5 separate regions of the Mus musculus genome follow, and all the other regions are linked to region 5. The links are chromatin contacts, called in public HiChIP or PLAC-seq maps. All regions are on one chromosome and are shown on one strand. Each heading gives the region's core, a stretch centred on a gene start, on an enhancer-like site or on the middle of the called end of the contact. The rest is flanking DNA. Distances are from core to core; before and after follow the strand shown.

Region 1 (3,344 bases), core at 687-3,186, 330 kb before region 5:
TGGGATTGAACCCGCGGCTTCAGGCTTGGTGGCAAGCACCTTTCACCCTAGAGACATCTTCACCCCTATTACATTTTTTTTCTTTTTTTAAGATAGGGCCTAGAATTCACCATGTATTCCTGGCTGGCCTGGAACTCACTATGTAGCCCAGGCTGGCCTTGAGCTCACAAAATTTCACCTGCCTCTGCCTCCCAAGTTCTAGAATTCACTGCATGAGTCACCATGTCCAACCCTTACTTCAATCTTTTTTTTTTGTTTGTTTGTTTTTTCGAAACAGTGTTTCTCTGTGTAGCTCTGGCTGTCCTGGAACTCACTTTGTAGACCAGGCTGGCCTCGAACTCAGAAATCTGCCTGCCTCTGCCTCTGCCTCCTGAGTGCTGGGATTAAAGGCATGTGCCACCACGTCCGGCCCCTTACTTCAATCTTAACAACTAATATTAATCCTCAGACCCCCCCCCATTCCATATCCTACAGCAGCGATCTGAGTGTATATGTGGGTTACAGAAAGGCTACAGCAAAGCCATCCCTGAGAAGCTGACAGACAGGGGTTTGGGGGGGCTGTGGAGAAATGAGGGCAATGGCTGCTCTTGCAGAGGACCTGACTTCTGTTGCTAGCCCATAGTTTGCTTTCACTCCAGTTCCAGGGGGTGCAAGGCTTTCCTCTAACCCCTACTGACACCGGCACACGCAAGGCAAGCACTCACACAGACACAAACACGGAAGTAAGTACATCTTAAGAAAAACTAAGCCAGGTGGTGGTGGCACACACCTTTAATCCCAGCAGTTGGGAGGCAGAGGCAAGGTGGATTTCTGAGGCCAGCCTGGTCTACAGAGTGAGTTCCAGGACAGCCAGGGCTACACAGAGAAACCCTGTCTGGAAAAAAAAAAAAGAAAGAAAGAAAGAAAAGAAAACCAAGATAGTTCTGTCCACTCCCCACAATAAAAGAGTGTCAGGAGAGGATGAGAAAAGTGCTCCCCTGGAGATACTGAAGTGCTCCCCTGGAGGTGCCAAGGTGGCACAGGGATTGGGGGGAGCACAGTCAAGCTTCAGAGGGGAGGTGGAGCAGGGTGAGGGGGCAAGGGCTAGAACAAGCTGCTGCTTTTTTTTTAAATAATTTTTAAAAGATTTATGTATTTATTATATGTAAGTACACTGTAGCTGTCTTCAGACACTCTAGACGAGGGCAACAGATCTCATTATGGATGGTTGTGAGCTACCATGTGGTTGCTGGGAATTGAACTCAGGACCTCTGGAAGAGCAGTCAGTGCCCTTAACCACTGAGCCATCTCTCCAGCCCCAGAACAAGTTTCATACGAACTAAGGCGGCACCTGGGCCAGGCCATGTCTACAAGTGGGGAGCAAGCTCAGTTCAGGCCAGGGCACTGGGGAACTCTGTCTGTCCTTCCTGTTGGGGTCCCTTGGTGTATGTGTTGGTTGCCCTCCTCTATGGGGTTGACAGGGAGTTGTTGTACCCCCATCTTTGGACCTTGTTCCTCTGACACGTCTGGGACACACCCATATCCCAATTTGCTTTGATAAACAGGGCGGGGGCCCTTTCTATTTTTAAGTTATCAGTTTGTTCCTTGTGGGTGGTACCGACAGATGGCGTTGTGTTCATTTCTGTCAGAGTGCAGCGTCACTCCGTCTCGGTGTTTACACTCCAAGTTGGAGTCAAATGTTGCTTGTGAAATGGAGTCACCCCGAGCAAGGCAAAACTCTGTGCGTGATCTGTAACCCGAGATGATCCTGAATTTACGGTCTGCCTCTACTGCCCTACTCCGCGCCTACTTTAAATGGCACTGGGAAGGAAGCAGGGCTTCCCATGTGCTCAGTAAGGCCTCTGCCACCAGAGCTACAACCCCAGGTCCCCTCCTCTTTGTTTGAGATTCCTGCTGGCCTGCTGGCTGATGATTTTCCAGCTGGCTGGCTTCCAGCTCTTGGAGTTGTCTGGGCAGAGGCCAGAGCTAGGGAAACCAGAAGCTGTTTGGCCCAGCTGGAGAGCTCAGTCAGGGGTGTCCCCAAGGAGGCCCCACTTCCTGGTATCCTGAGCAGGGCTGGATGAGAGGTCACCTCCCTCTTCTCTGTTATGTGACCCTCCATTACTGCTCTCTCCTCTGCTCGGGTGAACCTTGTTTACCAGTTACCACGGTCCTTGGCTTCTCGTGTGTCACTCTGATCCGAGACTCTGATTGATGGCTTGGTCCCCACAGGCTTTGCTGACGATTCTTTTCTGGTCAGTCATAGTTGTTGTTGTTGCTTTTTAAGATTTACTTATTTATTATATGTAAGTACACTGTAGCTGTCTTTAGACACACCAGAAGAGGGCATCAGATCTCATTACAGATGGCTGTGAGCCACCATGTGATTGCTGGGAATTGAACTCAGGACCTCTGGAAGAGCAGTCAGTGCCCTTAACCGCTGAGCCATCTCTCCAGCCCAGTCATATTTAACTTTACGGACATTCCACAAAGATGTCCCCTGTGTGGAAACTGGGATGTCTCTGGGGACATTGCTCCAGGGAAGGAGGCTTGGGAGCAGCCACACACACCAAGAGCACGTATTCCATAAATATTAGTTATTATTAGGATTGCTCAGACACACTGGTTTTCAATAGTCACTTCAAACCTTTGTCAGTTTAGAGGGATGGACTCAGCTCCATGCTTTACTCTTATATTTCTGATCCAAAGGTGACTCACAAGTACAAGAATTCTTGAGCTGGGCACTGTAGGGAAGGCTCAGCTTAAGAGCACACACACACTGCTTTTGCGGGAGACCTGAGTCTGCTTCCCAGCACCCATGCTGGGCAGCTGTGACTCCAGCTGCTGGGGTGGGGATGCTCTTTTCTGGCCTCTGCACGCTCCCGCACACACATGTACAAAGGCACACAAAGGGAGCTGGAGATGCAGGAGAGGATAAGGTGGGTGAAAGGTACAAATGTCAGAAGTGTGCGGAGCTGATAGTATCACACCAGCGGTGCACAGGAAGTCTAGCCTCTGTCTGGTGCTGGTCATTCGCTTATTTAGACGCGGATGGGACAGTGAATCAGTCAGTGTGAGTGACCTAGTTCTAAAACAGTTACATGTTTACGAAGGGTCACAATGTTGTGGTCTGAGTCTTCTCAGATGTTTCAATAAACATGAGTCATGGAATCAGAGGCCATAGGTTCAGTTTCTACCAGAGCTCCGCCTACAGACGAGAGCTCCGCCTACAGACGAGAGCTCCGCCTACAGACGAGAGCTCCGCCTACAGACGACTCTCCTGATTCTGAGGGCTCCAAAGCACCTCACAGATGCTTGCTTGCTTGCTTTCTTTCTTTCTTTCTTTCTTTCTTTCTTTCTTTCTT
Region 2 (3,066 bases), core at 375-2,874, 380 kb before region 5:
CTGTGTGTGGCTTGTTTCTCTTAGATGCAGCGTACCTTGACTCTCCCAGCAAGAGAGTGATTTTCCCGAGGGTTGAAGTATACTGCCAGATAGAGGTCGCCCTTGGCCATGAGCCCCCACCTCCGAGTCTGCAGAACCTGCCAGCCCTGAGGAGAAGCCCAGCAGACTCCTCACAAACCCATGCACAGGGGTCTCCCAAAAAGGACAGAAAGGACAGCCATTCCTCAGCCGCCCCCTCAGTGCAGACACCTGAATCTGGGTGCAAGGAGTCTGTGGAATCACCCGTGTCACTACGGGTCTCTATATCCAAGCAACCATCTGTATCGCCATTATCCCCAGCCCAGCCGGTCCCAGTAATGAGGCCCACTGGCCCCAGGGACAGTTGCCCAATAAATGTTCAAACTCCAAACCCGGAGCGAGGAGTGAAGGGTGCCCTGGACTCTGCCACAGAACGAGGAATGAAGGATGCTCTGGCCTCTGCCACTGACGAGCAGAGCACAACTACCTTGCCACCTGTGTTGCTCCCAGCTGCAGACTCACGAGGCTCAAAGACTGGATCCTCTGTGCCTATTGGGTCACCCGAGTCCCCTAGACTGCTGCTCAGATCTTCCCAGGGAGCCACAGCATCCAGGGCAACACTTGGACTTCCGCCCCTAAGTCCTTCAACACCACCTGCTGGGCCACCTGTGGAGGATCTAGGCCCAGAACGACCCACAGGTATGACCCTCCCTGCTCTGGCGGAACCGAGAAACACCAGTTCTGAGGGTGACATTAGCCATCTACCTGAGCAGCCTCCACACCTTGCACCTTGAAGCTCAGCCCCTCCCCCTGGCAGCAAAAACCACCACCAAGAGGCTGGTGAGATGGTGCAGTGGTTAAGAGCTATTGCTGTTCTCTTAGAGGACCAGAGTTCAGTTTGGTGGCCAGGACAGGACACTGGGTGGCTCAAAAGCATGTCTGTCCCCTCTTCTGGATCCCATGGGCACCTACTCTTGCACACACCTCCCATTTACACAACTAAAAAAAACCAAACAAACCCACTAAATCTTAAATAAAATAAAATAAATTTAATATTGATATTAAAGGCTTATAATAGAGCCATTTATATTTATAACTCATACAATTTATACAAAATTTTAACCAATAAAAATAAACTCATGAGAACCAGAGTTTTATCCCCAGAACCCGCATAAAAGCTTGGTACAGCGGCCCATGTCTGTAACTCTAGCGCTGAGGACAGGAAGACAGGCAGATCTCTGGAGCTTGATGACTGATGAGCCTTAAAAAAGTATTTTTAATTAAATATATAATTCCAGCCCTTGTGAGGCAGAGGCAAGCAGATCTCTTTAGAGTAAGGCCACCCTGGTCTATACAGCAAGTTACAGAACAATCGGGGTACACAGAGAAACCCTGTCTTGAAAAAAACCAAAAAACCACAAAACCAAACCCAAATCAGTTGAGGACTACACCCAGTATCCATCTTTGACTCCATTTGAACACTCACTCGAGATATACACACTGGTCCTAATAATAATCTTCATTCCAAGGTGGTGGTTTACTCCCTCGCGCTGGTGGATGTTCAGGCCCCGCCCTCTGACGTCACCACGGGGCGGGAACAGTGGCGTCTGCCCACAGCAGCTGCAGCCTTCCGTCTGCATCAGATCCACTGATGTGATAACTTGACTCTTAAATACGAGGAGAGCATTCTTTGCTGGTTTTATTGCTTCCTTGCTTGTTTGCTTATTATTTAAAAATAATCTCATTCTTTGAAATATTCGTACATGCCTACATCCAGACGTGTTTTGAATTTTGATTTGTTGGGGATTAGTGAGATTCCTCCCACAGCTCATACAATTTTTAAAAAATCACAATGGTTTAAAAAAAATTATGTTTGCTGGATGCGCTGGCCCCTGCCTTTAGTCTTAGCACTTTTGAGGCAAAAGCAAGCAGATCTCGAAGTTCATGGCCAGCCTAGTGTTCACAAACTAGATCAGGATACAGGACAGCCAGGGCTACGTAGAGAGATCCTGTCTGAAAAAAAAAAAAGTTTCTGTTTACTAAGTTCGTGTGCATATTTCTGTGCCTTGTTCACATCCATACCTGGTACCAAAGATGTCAGAAGAGGGCGCTGGATCCCCTGGAGTTACAGTTACAAGCAGCTGTAAGCTCTGGGGAGGCAGAGGCAGGTGGATCTCAGAGTTTGAGGTCAGCCTGGACTATAGAGTGCGTTCGTTCCAGGATAGCCAAAGCTACACAGAGAAACCCAGCCTCGAAGAACTGGAAAAAGAAAAAGAAACCAAATAAAATAAAATAAAATAAAATTCCTTTAACAAGAGCATCTCACTATTGGGTTCCTGGATAGTCTGCCTCTCACTATGTAAACCAGGCAAGCCTCAAACTCTGAAATCCACCTGCTTCTGTCTCCCGAGTACTGGGACTAAAGGGGTGCTGAGCCACTACAACTGGCATCCTCGCCCTTCGCTCTCAGACACACTCACCATTGTTATTTGCAAAATGACCCAGTCAGTACCCACTACCTGCTCTTTTAACTCCGGTGTTCCCTCCAGCTACAGGGTCTCCCGCCTTATCACAGCTGACAGGCTCGGCAGCACCGGGTACCGGGAAGAAAGCCCCCCACAAGCCTCTGCTGGTGTAAGTTTCTCTTTCCTCAGGACTGTTCTCTCCTTTGCTCAGGGGAGGGGCCCCAGCTAAGTGAGGTTTCTGCGCTTTCCGCTGCCTGGGTATCACCTAGTCTGTGGGGCAGCCGCTCACGCTCGGTGCCCTCTTCTCTCTCCCGCAGTGGGACGCTATGTGGGTATACCTGTCCATGGGGCGATACCACCCCTCTCCCTCACTCCAGCACACACTGGGTACAACCTGTTCTAGGACATTGGGGGCGTAGGCACTCCAGGTCCCGGGTCTTATTTTGGATGAAGCCACAATTGGGATGGTCTAACAGGTGCACCAACCTAGCCTTGGGTAGCCTCTAACGGTAGAAAAGGACTCTCAAAAGACTCTGTTGGAGCTGCCATGGAGGTACGTGGCTTTAGCCCCTAGCACTATAAC
Region 3 (3,082 bases), core at 293-2,792, 360 kb before region 5:
AAAAAAAAAAAAAAAACAACTGATGGGGCTGCAGAGATGGCTCAGAGGTTAGGAGCACTGACTGCTCTTCCAGAGGTCTTGAGTTCAATTCCCAGCAACCACATGGTGGCTCACAACCATCTCTAATGGGATCTGATGCCCTCTTCTGGTGTGACTGAGAAACGTGACAGTATACTCACATACATAAAATAAGTAAATAAATAAATCTTTAAAAAAAAAAAAAAACCCGGGCAGTGGTGGCGCAAGCCTTTAATCCCAGCACTTGGGAGGCAGAGGCAGGCAGATTTCTGAGTTCGAGGCCAACCTGGTCTACAGAGTGAGTTCCAGGACAGCCAGGACTATGCAGAGAAATCCTGTCTCGAACAAAAACAAATAATAATAATAATAAAACCGATAACTGTATGGAAACCTCCCTTCTGTGTTCTCAGCCCCTTCCTGGCACCACGGCAGCTCTCAGCCGCCCACCTAACGGCAATAACCACGCTCGGTAGCAACACAACCTGTTGGCTGACAGGCCGACCCTGCTATACCTTACAGGCAGTCATTCAATTAGAACTTCCAGCAAATCTCAAGGTCCAGCCTTGCAAAATGGGGAAACTGAGGCTAACGGGTGAAATGTGCTGTCTCCACAGCCCGAGGCCTCCCACAGAGAGACTGAAATAGGCCTTGGCCTCCCTCGCTCTGCCTCAACTTGCCCTTTCCAAATGGCAGAGTCTAGACAGATGGGCTATTTGCTGGAGGTGGGGGGGTAGGGGTGGCGGAGGGGGGTGTTTCTGAGGGGCAAGGGACTAACTGGATTCGGAGGCTCTGTCCAGCAGTGGCTTCTCCTCGGGTCCCTGAAATATGGCAGCTGGTGTGTGGAGCTCAGAGGGATGGGAGCCTCCACCATCTACAGACGGGACCTCTTGGAACTCAGGCGCCTCCAAGTCTGGGAAGCAGAAAGTCACAGTCAGTGTGTGTGTCAGCCACGCCCAGCAACCTGAGCCTGGGCAGGTGCCAGTGTACGCCACCCGTGGGCTCTGCAAGGCTTGCAAGGCTATGCCGGGTCTGGGGCTCTGTTTGCGGACCCCGACCATGCTCTCTGCATGAAAAGAACTGTCTTTCCTTGGCTTCTCTTTTTCTTTCCATGGGGTTTCCTTACCTAGCCGCTGTTTTCGGTTGGTCCACTAGGGGGCAGAAGGTGCCTGGCTCCGTGCCACGAATGAAGAAGAGCCATGGCCTAAACCGCCTTGCATGAAAATCTCTCCTCTTATGACCCCAAATCCACGCTCTCCTGACAACGGTGTCATACAAGTCTAGCCCCCATCCACCCTAACGCCCACGAAGAGCCAACGAGACCAGCCCTTCTCCCTCCGGCTCTGGCTCTGAGGGATCCCACTTGTACCCAAGTGAGACCATGTGGAGGGGAAAAGCTTTGATCTCTTCTCCATCTCCATCCTCCCTACACTGCTCAAGGCATAGTGTGGGCATCAGAAAGATTCCAGAGCAGGAGGCAGCTGCAGTTGCTATGGCAACTGCTAGAGCCTGCTTACCAAGGCTGCTGGAGGTGGAAGCTCGCTGGCTACTAACACACAGGGGTAGGAAGCTGGGCCTCTTGGGCCGGGTTTCTGGGCCCAGGGTAGTGGCTGTGCCGACTCTCTTGGGTTCCTCAGAGGCAGGCTTCTTGAGGGATAAGACTCTCTTCAGGCTGGACTTCTTCTCCTGGGATTTCTTCCTGGGGAGTGGCGTTGGCTTTCGTGGAGGAACCGCTTCTGGCTGAGGGATTTGCACTTGCTGTGGGGAGGAGAAAGAAACTGGGTTAGATCCCTGGCCTTGAGGAGAGGCGAAAGGCAACCCCAGACAGGGCCGACCCAGAGCGGGAGGTGGCTTCTGGAATTAGGGAGTGGGGCTAACTGGACGGGGAGGCGGGGCACGAACCGGGAGCTGCAGCAGCTCTGCAGGCGCTCTCTGATGCCTGCGCCTCCTCACCTCTTCTTCCAGTTGGTCTCCAGCTTTCTTGAGCAATTCCACAATCTGCCAGATGACATCATCCTCTGCAAGAGAGCATGGGTCCCACCACTCCTAGGTATGCAGACAGTATCCAGATCTGGACTCCCAGGGAGAACGAAACCAGCCTGGATCCCTCAGGATTGAGGTTCCCCAATACCCAAAGACCCTCCCATCCCCCCCCAATACCCAAAGACCCTCTCATCCCCCACCATCCTGACTGAATATGGGAAAGTATTTTTGAGGCAAAGTATGACTTTTTAAATGTGTTAATTTTTTATAATTCAATTATTAGGGAGAAGAGAAACACATGTGGCGATCAGAGGATATCTCTCGGAAGCCAGTTCTCTCCTTTTATTATATGGGTCCCAGGAATCAAACTCACATCATCGGGGCTTGCTGGAACATGCCTTTACCCTCTGAGCCATCTCACAGCCCAAAGCATGATGTTTTATGCAGGGATTTAAGGCCCGATGTCCACCTGCCCTGTCAACTGAGCTTTCTAGATCTGGGAACTTTGAATTGGTAGTGGCTAAATCACTTTCCCCTCCGGATCTTTACAGCTTTCCCTGCGAAATATGGGTCACAATCTCTCATGGGCTGTCAGGACATCAAACAAAGGAGCAGGAGTTAGAAACATTTCCCAAGGCTGATTCCAAGTCTTCCAGCCCCACATAATAACAGGTCCCTATCCTAAGGCACAGAGAGGACATCAGCTGGCGCTCCACAGGTCACACTGGACCTGCCCCATGGCTGCTTCCACTACTCCTCACACCAGAACATTTCCTTGGGTGGCTTGTTTTGCCTTACACAAGGGTGATGTGCCCACTCCACTAGCTGCACCCCAAAGGTCTGTTTGCATGAAATGTCAAACTAACAAGCGACTCTGCCCCCGGCTTCCTGTTTCCTGACACTATCTACAGTTCATTTTCCTCTCAGGCAAGGCAATGGTAAAGTAAATACCTTACAAACTGGCCACAGAAATGCCTTTCCATCCCTTGCATACCCTGCCTTTAAAAATGCCGCCCTCGTTTTTAGACAATTAAATGAAGAGGGTATTGTGAGGTGTTCTGATTGTGTATGAGGTTGGACGCAC
Region 4 (3,273 bases), core at 721-3,220, 410 kb after region 5:
CTACTAACAGCTGGATGCCGCCCTTGAGCTGTACTGAAGGACATGGGATTTTATCTAGGCTTCTGATGTTTTCAGGGTAGGCCTGTGCGTGTCCACAAGGCTAGTAAAAGGATTAAGAGCTGCGTCAACATTGCCAATTCTAAGGAGCCCTGTAGCAGTCTACTTCCCAGAAGTGAGGGAGGCATGCTCTCTACCCTGCCTTTGGTACTGAGCGGTGCCCTGGTAGAGGAATGGTGGTAGCTGAGAAGGGAACCTGCCCCTTGACACAGCCCTCCTCAGCATCGGGAGCTCTGCTGCGGAGCTCTCAGCCATATGGCAGGGATGGATTGCAGCCCAGGGAGCCTCGCTCTCTCTCAGAGCAGCCTCGTGATGAGTCCTCTGGAAAGGAACCAATCTCTCCTCAGAGATTGGAGTGGTAATCCTTTAGAGCCATGTAGGCTTTTTTCACCTTAATTTTTGCAGGACAGTATAAAATGGAAAATAAATATCACCTCATCTCTCTGTTTCCATGGTTACGTGTTGTTAATGTTCTGGTTCTCCAGAGTAGCACTCTGCCACTGTGCCTTGTGCTACATTGGTGGATTTAAGCAAGATACTTCCTTATTAAGAAAATTAGGCAGCCATCTTAATGGGAAAGGGCAGATTTCATGCCTCTTTGAAATTTCTCCTTACTATAGGATTGGTATAGAAAACACAGTTTTGAGTATATTTTGGGTGTATTTTGAATGTTGTGGGTTTTTATTTTTTATTTTTTGTCCATGCGTTTACTGGCCTTTTTCTTTTGCAAAATGTTAATATTCTTTAGACCTCTCATAGAACAGGTTCTGAAACTACGGAGTTGTATGATCTAGACAAGCAGCATCTTGTTTTTTTATGTAAGCACTAAGGATCCAATTCAGGCCCGTGTATGTGGCAAGCACTGCTCTAACACTGCGCTATATTAGCAGCCCCAGTTGTCTGATACAGTAAATAAGATCAGCGCTGTGAGCTCTCATATCTCATTTCCTCTAGGCTCCCCTCCACCCCTCAGACAGGGTTTCTCTGTGTACTCCTGGCTGTCCTTGAACTTGATCTGTAGACCAGACTGGCCTCAAACTCAAGAGACCTGCTTGCCTCTGCCTCCTGAGTGCTGGAATTAAAGGCATGGTGGCCTAGTTTTTTAAATTACATTTCTTTGTACTTATTTTTTACATTTTTGTTGTTGTTGTTGTTGTTGTTGTTGTTGTTGTGGGGGGGTGTATTAGTTGGGGGCTTGTATAATGGCATGTGGAGGACAAAGGACAGTCAGTGGGCATTGATCCTCCCCTCTTGCTGGGGTTTCAGTGTTAGGACTCAGACCCTTAGGCTTGATGGCAAACACCTCTACTTGCTGAGCCATCTTATTGGCCTCTGATGTATCTATTGTATTTCAGACTGGTGGTGAAATTGGGGTTAGGCATGGTTTGAGGAAGGCCAGGTTATTTGTGCGATGTATTCTGTCCTCGTCTTTTGAGGTTTGAACAGCTGGCACTTCTTGTACCAGGAAATAACTTGAGGCATATTGTCATCGTCAGGGTTTCCTGCTGTGCACAGACACTATGGCTAAGGCAACTCTCATAAGGACAACATTTAATTGTTCAAAGCTTCAAAGGTTCAGTTCATTATCACCATGGCAGCATCCAGGCAGACGTGGTGCAGGAGGACCTGAGAGTTCTCCATCTTCATCTGAAGGCTGCTAGTAGAATTCTGGCTTCCAAGCAGCTAGGGTGAGTGACACACCCACACCCACTCCAACAAGGCCACACCTCCTAATAGTGCCACTCCCTGGCCCAGGCATATACAAAGCATCACAGCATATACTTAGTAGGGCCTCAGATAAGGCAACAGCTGGCTGATTTAAGTCATTTCTACTAAATGAAGCCTCACCCTGAGTGTTAGAGATACAGTGTTGGCTGTGGCAGAGTTCCTGCTCTTTATGAGTAATCCTGACCTTTGTGTAACATGTGGCAAGAAGTGGCTTTAACTCACACACTGGATGCCCTGCTGATGGTAGGATGACTTATTACTGGACCCAGTGGACAGGAGAGCTGGGTAGGCATGGGGGGGTGCGGGGAGACGAAGGTGTGTGAGGGAGAGACGCAAGTGTGAGTCTCTGCTACAGAGGGTGACGTTGGTAAGCTTGAGAATCATGTAAGTTTCACATTGTAGACTGAACAGTGACCACCTTGGTTCAGTACAGAGCTGTGTAATGGAGCCTTTGCTCTGTCTTTGGATTTCCACAGCACCAGGCCCCCCCCACCCCCCACAGCCTGAAGTGAAGATATTCTTGCCTTAGGCTCCAGGGTGTTAGGACCATGGGCACATGCCACTGTGCCTAGCTTTGGCTCAGCGACCTTCATTTTCCTCAAGGGAATTGCTAAGTTAATTTAAAAGTATCTTATAGTTTGATAAATAATATATGTTTATGTGGTTCTTATACATTTAAAAGGTATAAGAAGATAAGGGCAGGACAGATTACTTGGGCAGCTCACAAAGGCCTAGATCTCTCTCATGGGGATCCAACACCTTGTCTGGACTCTGAGAGCCCTGCTCTCATATGTGCATGTGGGTTTGTTTGTTTGTTTGTTTGTTTTCTTTGGAGCAAGGCTTTTCTCTGTAACCCTGACTGTACTAGGAACTCTGTAGACCAGGCTGGCCTCGAGCTCAGAGGTCTGCCTGAGTTGCTTTTGGTCACAGTATCACAGCAGCAGAAAAGCAAATTAGAATAGAACTTGCTGCTAGGGTGACAGGGTATTGCTGTAACTGACCTGACCATGTTGTCTTGGGGGAGGATTGTGGAAGGAGTTTGGAACATTGGGCAGGAAATGCTACTGAGTGTTCAGAGCTTATTGAGCTGTGTGAGAACTTGGAAGGTGATGCTGAGAGCTGTGCCAACGGTGGAGGCCCGGCTTGGGAAGTTCCAGAGGGAAGTTTGACAGTTCCTTAAAAACTCTAGGGGGAATTGGTTATGTTTGTGAAATTTGAATTAAGAATCTGTAGTTGTGGTTAGATGTGACTGATAACTGGCTATGATTCAGAAGGGCTCAGCACCACTCAAGTGGAACTGCTTCACTTGGAACAATTGATGCTGAGTAGCTGGAACTGAGAATCAGCTGTGATTAACTGGAGACCAGCATCACTGAGGGGAAATCTTCTGGGAGTTATTATCTCAGGGTCAGCACACAGAGGCTGTGGCTGAGAGGTGACCGAATCTATAGTTCATTTTGGCTTTGATAATGTGTAAGTTTCTTTCAT
Region 5 (3,325 bases), core at 213-2,712:
CCTCTGGCCTCTGAACTCATGTGCACACACACATAATTAAAAGACAAATCTAGGGCTGGAGAGATGGCTCAGTGGAGAGATGCTCTCCCAGAGGTCCTGAATTCAATTCCCAGCAACCACATGGTGGCTCACAACCATCTGTAATGGGATCTGATGTCCTCTTCTGGTGTGTCTGAAGACAGGTACAGTGTACTCATATAAATAAAATAAATAAATATATCTTTAAAAAAAATCAAATCTAAAGAGAATGTGTAAAGCAAATAGGCTGGTTACTTCAAATGTCCACATACACCCATACGAGTGCTTTTATTCTCTTCTCTTAGTGCCTTTAAGGATAAAACAAGGCAGGGGGCTCCTGCTGTACATTACCCACTGAGCTCTGGGGAGAATCTGTATGGCCCAGGTTCAGGAGGTCCAGCAATGTGAGCACTCTGTAGAACTGGGAGCGAGAGCAGTGGTGCGTGCCTTCCTAATGTCTACACTCAGGAGCCAAGGGCAGACAAAATGGGGCTCAAGTCAGTAGACAGGGCAGACCAGGCTCCAAGCAGGGTTCCCTTCAATCAGTATGAAAACCAGGTTGCAGGTAAATCTATAAAATGCACCATTTCTCTGCTAAAACTGGAGGGGTGTGTGTGATACAAAGCCTTCGGGACAGGAGCTGCTAGCAATAGTAAACTGAGCGCAATCACACACAAGGGAGGCAAGGCACTAGGAGGTGGCTTAATTTTATATATTAATATAAATATAATAGAATGTTAGGTAAGCAGTCTATTCTATCCAGCCCAGCCCAGCCCCTGGACTTCTGATCCTCCTGCTTCCACCTCCAGAGTGCTAGGATTACAGGCTTGTGCAACCACACCGAGTATATATGGTGCTGTAGCCCGAGCTTGGGGCCTCGGGCATCCCCAGCTCAAAGATCACTCTTGGATTTTGGAGAAAATAAATTTTCTTCTACTTCCAAAGAAATTTGTTCAGACAACTCTACTTGTCCCGTGATGTTTACACATCTGTCTCCTTCACCATAATCCAGATTTGTGTTTTCAAAAATCCAGGTCCTACGCGCATGGCTTGTGTGATCAACACACACTTGTTGAGAAAAAAAATGAGTGAGTGAGTGAATGAATGAATGAAGATGGAAGGTGGATATAGGTAAATGAACTAATAAACGTCGTGGGGAAAGGACAGCAGATAGAAATCGTCGAGGTCTCCGGGATGTTGGAGGGGCTCCCCTGAGGTCCCTTCAGAACTTACAGGTACTCCCGGCCGCAGCTCTGTGCGTGCGGGCAACCTGCGAGTCAGGCCGGCCACTGCGGCACGAACCCGCGTCCCCTCCACCAATTCCTCCCCCACCTCCAACCCTCACCTAGTCTCCAGGTAGACGTTGGGCGGCTGCCAGGTGTCTGGGGGAATCGCCGCCATGCTGAGCGAAGGTATCCCCCCCGCTAGCAATCACTACTTCCGGCGGAGTTAACCCGGGACCCGCCCCTGGGCACACACTTCCGGTTCCCGCCGATCCGCCCGTTTGCTTGACAGGATTTAGGGCGCTGGGACAAGAATGACGAAGGATCCTTCTTTCTAGGCTGGGAAGAGGGTTGCAAGTCGAAATGCTCAGTGCAGGAACTCAGACAAGTGCAAGATTCTCCAGGGGCGATTCGCGCCACGCTCCGGAACAGTGATTGGTCTGTTTTGGCGCGGAAGGCGGGAACAACCTTCTTCACTCTGATTGGAGGGCTGGAGAATTTCCTAGTTCCCAGACTTGGGTGATGCCCCTGGCTGGCTTTGAACTCAAAAAGATCTGCCTGCTTCTGTCTGCCGAGTGCTGGGATTTAAGGCGTGCACCACCACGCCCAGCGTCTATTCCTTAAAGCAATCCTGTGGATGACAGGAGTCCCGTTTTTCAGCGGAGAAAACTGAGACTCCGCCGTTAAGTGCCACATGGCAAATCTGATCCCACAGACTCCAAAAGCAAAGAGCATGTGGAAAGAGGAAAAGGCTGGGAAGAGAGACAAAGCTTAAAATGACTGTCCCAGGAGATAGTGGTGCACGCCCCCAGCGCTGGAGCGGCAGAGGCAGGGGGATCTCAGAGTTCAAGGCCTGTACAAGGTCTCTTCTACAGAGCGAGTTTCAGGATAGCTAGGACTACTCAGAGAGGTATCCTTGGAGCTGGAAATGCAGGCCAGTTAGTAGACGGCTTGCCTAACAGGGCTTAGTGGGTAAAGTACTTGAATTTAGGTCCCTAGGACCCATGCAAATGCCAGGTAGATATGCACTTGCGGCCTCAGCAACCGGGAAAGCAGAGACCATGGGGAAGAATCCAGGGAGCTGGCTAGCCATCCAGTCTAGCCCAAATAGCTCTCTCCAAGTTCAGTGAGCCACGAGGGAAATGTATATTTTATATTGAACATCCCATAATTAACAACAAAGAAGTAGGAAAATATTTACAAGACTTCCTGAGTTCTAAGATGCATCTACCCTCCCACCCACCCACTTCCTGCACAGCAAAGCAAAAATTGAGCAAATGCTTACTCTTAACAACCTACGGCTCTTCAGAAAATTGAGCAATGCATATTAAAGAGAAGCAATCTGAACCGTAGTGTGCAAGGTACTTACTTACAGGCCAACAGAGCTGTGGGTGAACACTCTGGGGAGGCTCTCCCATTAAAGATCAGATAAATAAAAAAGACTTTAATTTTTTATTTATTTTGTGTGTGTGTGTGTGTGTGTGTATCTGGGTTTGTATGGGCACACAGGAGCCCACAGAGGCCAGAAGAGTGTGTCAGATCCCCCAGAACTGGAATTACATGCAGGCTCTAGCTGGCATATGGAGGTTAGGAACAGAGCACCTGAACCATTTCTCCATCCCTAAGAATGACATTTTTCATGATTAAGGAAAATTATTTTTAAAAACAGTCTCTTGGACCGGAAAGGTGGCTCAGAGGGTAAAGTTACCTGCTTCCAAACCTGAAGACCTGAATTCAACCTGGGACCCATACAGCAGAAGAAAAAAACTTCTCATAAGACACACAAATACACACACACACACAGAGAGACACACATATACACAGAGAAGAGAAGCGGCAGGGGCTCTAGCTCAGTGAGAGCTTAGTTGCCCAGCATGTCAGAAGCACACACTAAACCATCAAAAGCAGCTAACTTCCACAGCCTAAAATTATAGATTTTATCTTATCTTTTTTAGGGGTACTTTTTTTTTTTTTTTTTTTTTTTTTTTTTTTTTTTTTTTGGTTTTCGAGACAGGGTTTCTCTGTGTAGCCCTGGCTGTCCTGGAACTCACTTTGTAGACCAGGCTGACCTCGAACTCAGAAAT

What was found. HiChIP or PLAC-seq counts read pairs in DNA pulled down with a chosen protein or histone mark.
Region 1: an H3K27ac HiChIP or PLAC-seq map of embryonic stem cells shows a contact between it and region 5, with 2.2 times the contacts expected there. The contact joins the enhancer-like site here to the promoter of Ppil1 in region 5. A contact is called at or near these places in 4 of 39 promoter capture datasets (liver, pre-B cells, second pharyngeal arch cranial neural crest and 1 more), 6 of 115 datasets of contacts at active chromatin or transcription factors (the 230-238 cell line, bone marrow-derived macrophages, embryonic stem cells and 2 more) and 1 of 9 other capture datasets (adipose tissue).
Region 2: an H3K4me3 HiChIP or PLAC-seq map of bone marrow-derived macrophages shows a contact between it and region 5, with 4 times the contacts expected there. The contact joins the enhancer-like site here to the promoter of Ppil1 in region 5. A contact is called at or near these places in 1 of 39 promoter capture datasets (pre-B cells), 2 of 484 Hi-C or Micro-C datasets (B cells and the Ba/F3 cell line), 7 of 115 datasets of contacts at active chromatin or transcription factors (bone marrow-derived macrophages, embryonic stem cells, epiblast stem cells and 3 more) and 1 of 9 other capture datasets (liver).
Region 3: a contact with region 5 is called in an H3K4me3 HiChIP or PLAC-seq map of pro-B cells, with 3 times the contacts expected there. The contact joins the promoter of 1700030A11Rik here to the promoter of Ppil1 in region 5. A contact is called at or near these places in 6 of 39 promoter capture datasets (the 3T3-L1 cell line, 3T3-L1-derived adipocytes, the HPC-7 cell line and 2 more), 3 of 484 Hi-C or Micro-C datasets (B cells, the G1E-ER4 cell line and olfactory sensory neurons), 10 of 115 datasets of contacts at active chromatin or transcription factors (bone marrow-derived macrophages, embryonic limb bud, embryonic stem cells and 7 more) and 2 of 9 other capture datasets (embryonic stem cells and pancreatic islet).
Region 4: an H3K4me3 HiChIP or PLAC-seq map of bone marrow-derived macrophages shows a contact between it and region 5, with 3 times the contacts expected there. The contact joins the enhancer-like site here to the promoter of Ppil1 in region 5. A contact is called at or near these places in 1 of 39 promoter capture datasets (erythroid cells), 1 of 484 Hi-C or Micro-C datasets (embryonic stem cells), 3 of 115 datasets of contacts at active chromatin or transcription factors (bone marrow-derived macrophages, effector CD8 T cells and memory CD8 T cells) and 2 of 9 other capture datasets (adipose tissue and pancreatic islet).

The regions. Positions count from the first base shown.
Region 1 is chr17:28,928,940-28,932,283 of GRCm38.p6, forward strand. All of the region lies in intron 1 of Gm16191 (a long non-coding RNA gene), which reads left to right. Among named protein-coding and RNA genes, the nearest start is that of Gm16191, 5.3 kb to the left of the region's middle. Within about 2 kb of position 1,937, at least 214 of the 459 cell types and tissues checked have an H3K27ac peak or open chromatin away from gene starts, as enhancers often do. A contact at or near this core is called in adipose tissue, embryonic stem cells, epiblast stem cells and 2 more, where this site is marked.
Region 2 is chr17:28,880,912-28,883,977 of GRCm38.p6, forward strand. It overlaps Pnpla1 (patatin-like phospholipase domain containing 1), which reads left to right. Exons shown (of 10, transcript NM_001034885.3): 6 at 25-717; 7 at 2,568-2,652. Among named protein-coding and RNA genes, the nearest start is that of 1700030A11Rik, 23 kb to the right of the region's middle. Within about 2 kb of position 1,625, at least 30 of the 459 cell types and tissues checked have an H3K27ac peak or open chromatin away from gene starts, as enhancers often do. A contact at or near this core is called in B cells and bone marrow-derived macrophages, where this site is marked.
Region 3 is chr17:28,903,723-28,906,804 of GRCm38.p6, forward strand. It overlaps 1700030A11Rik (RIKEN cDNA 1700030A11 gene), which reads left to right and starts at 1,543. Exons shown (of 3, transcript NR_045457.1): 1 at 1,543-1,577; 2 at 1,981-2,065; 3 at 2,282-3,049. It overlaps Bnip5 (BCL2 interacting protein 5), which reads right to left. Exons shown (of 12, transcript NM_172450.3): 4 at 1,969-2,033; 5 at 1,533-1,773; 6 at 794-928.
Region 4 is chr17:29,668,256-29,671,528 of GRCm38.p6, forward strand. All of the region lies in intron 2 of Cmtr1 (cap methyltransferase 1), which reads left to right. All of the region lies in intron 7 of Gm28043 (predicted gene, 28043), which reads left to right. Among named protein-coding and RNA genes, the nearest start is that of Cmtr1, 9.3 kb to the left of the region's middle. Within about 2 kb of position 1,971, at least 54 of the 459 cell types and tissues checked have an H3K27ac peak or open chromatin away from gene starts, as enhancers often do. A contact at or near this core is called in bone marrow-derived macrophages and memory CD8 T cells, where this site is marked.
Region 5 is chr17:29,262,509-29,265,833 of GRCm38.p6, forward strand. It overlaps Ppil1 (peptidylprolyl isomerase (cyclophilin)-like 1), which reads right to left and starts at 1,463. Exons shown (of 4, transcript NM_026845.4): 1 at 1,364-1,463. The coding sequence starts at 1,419.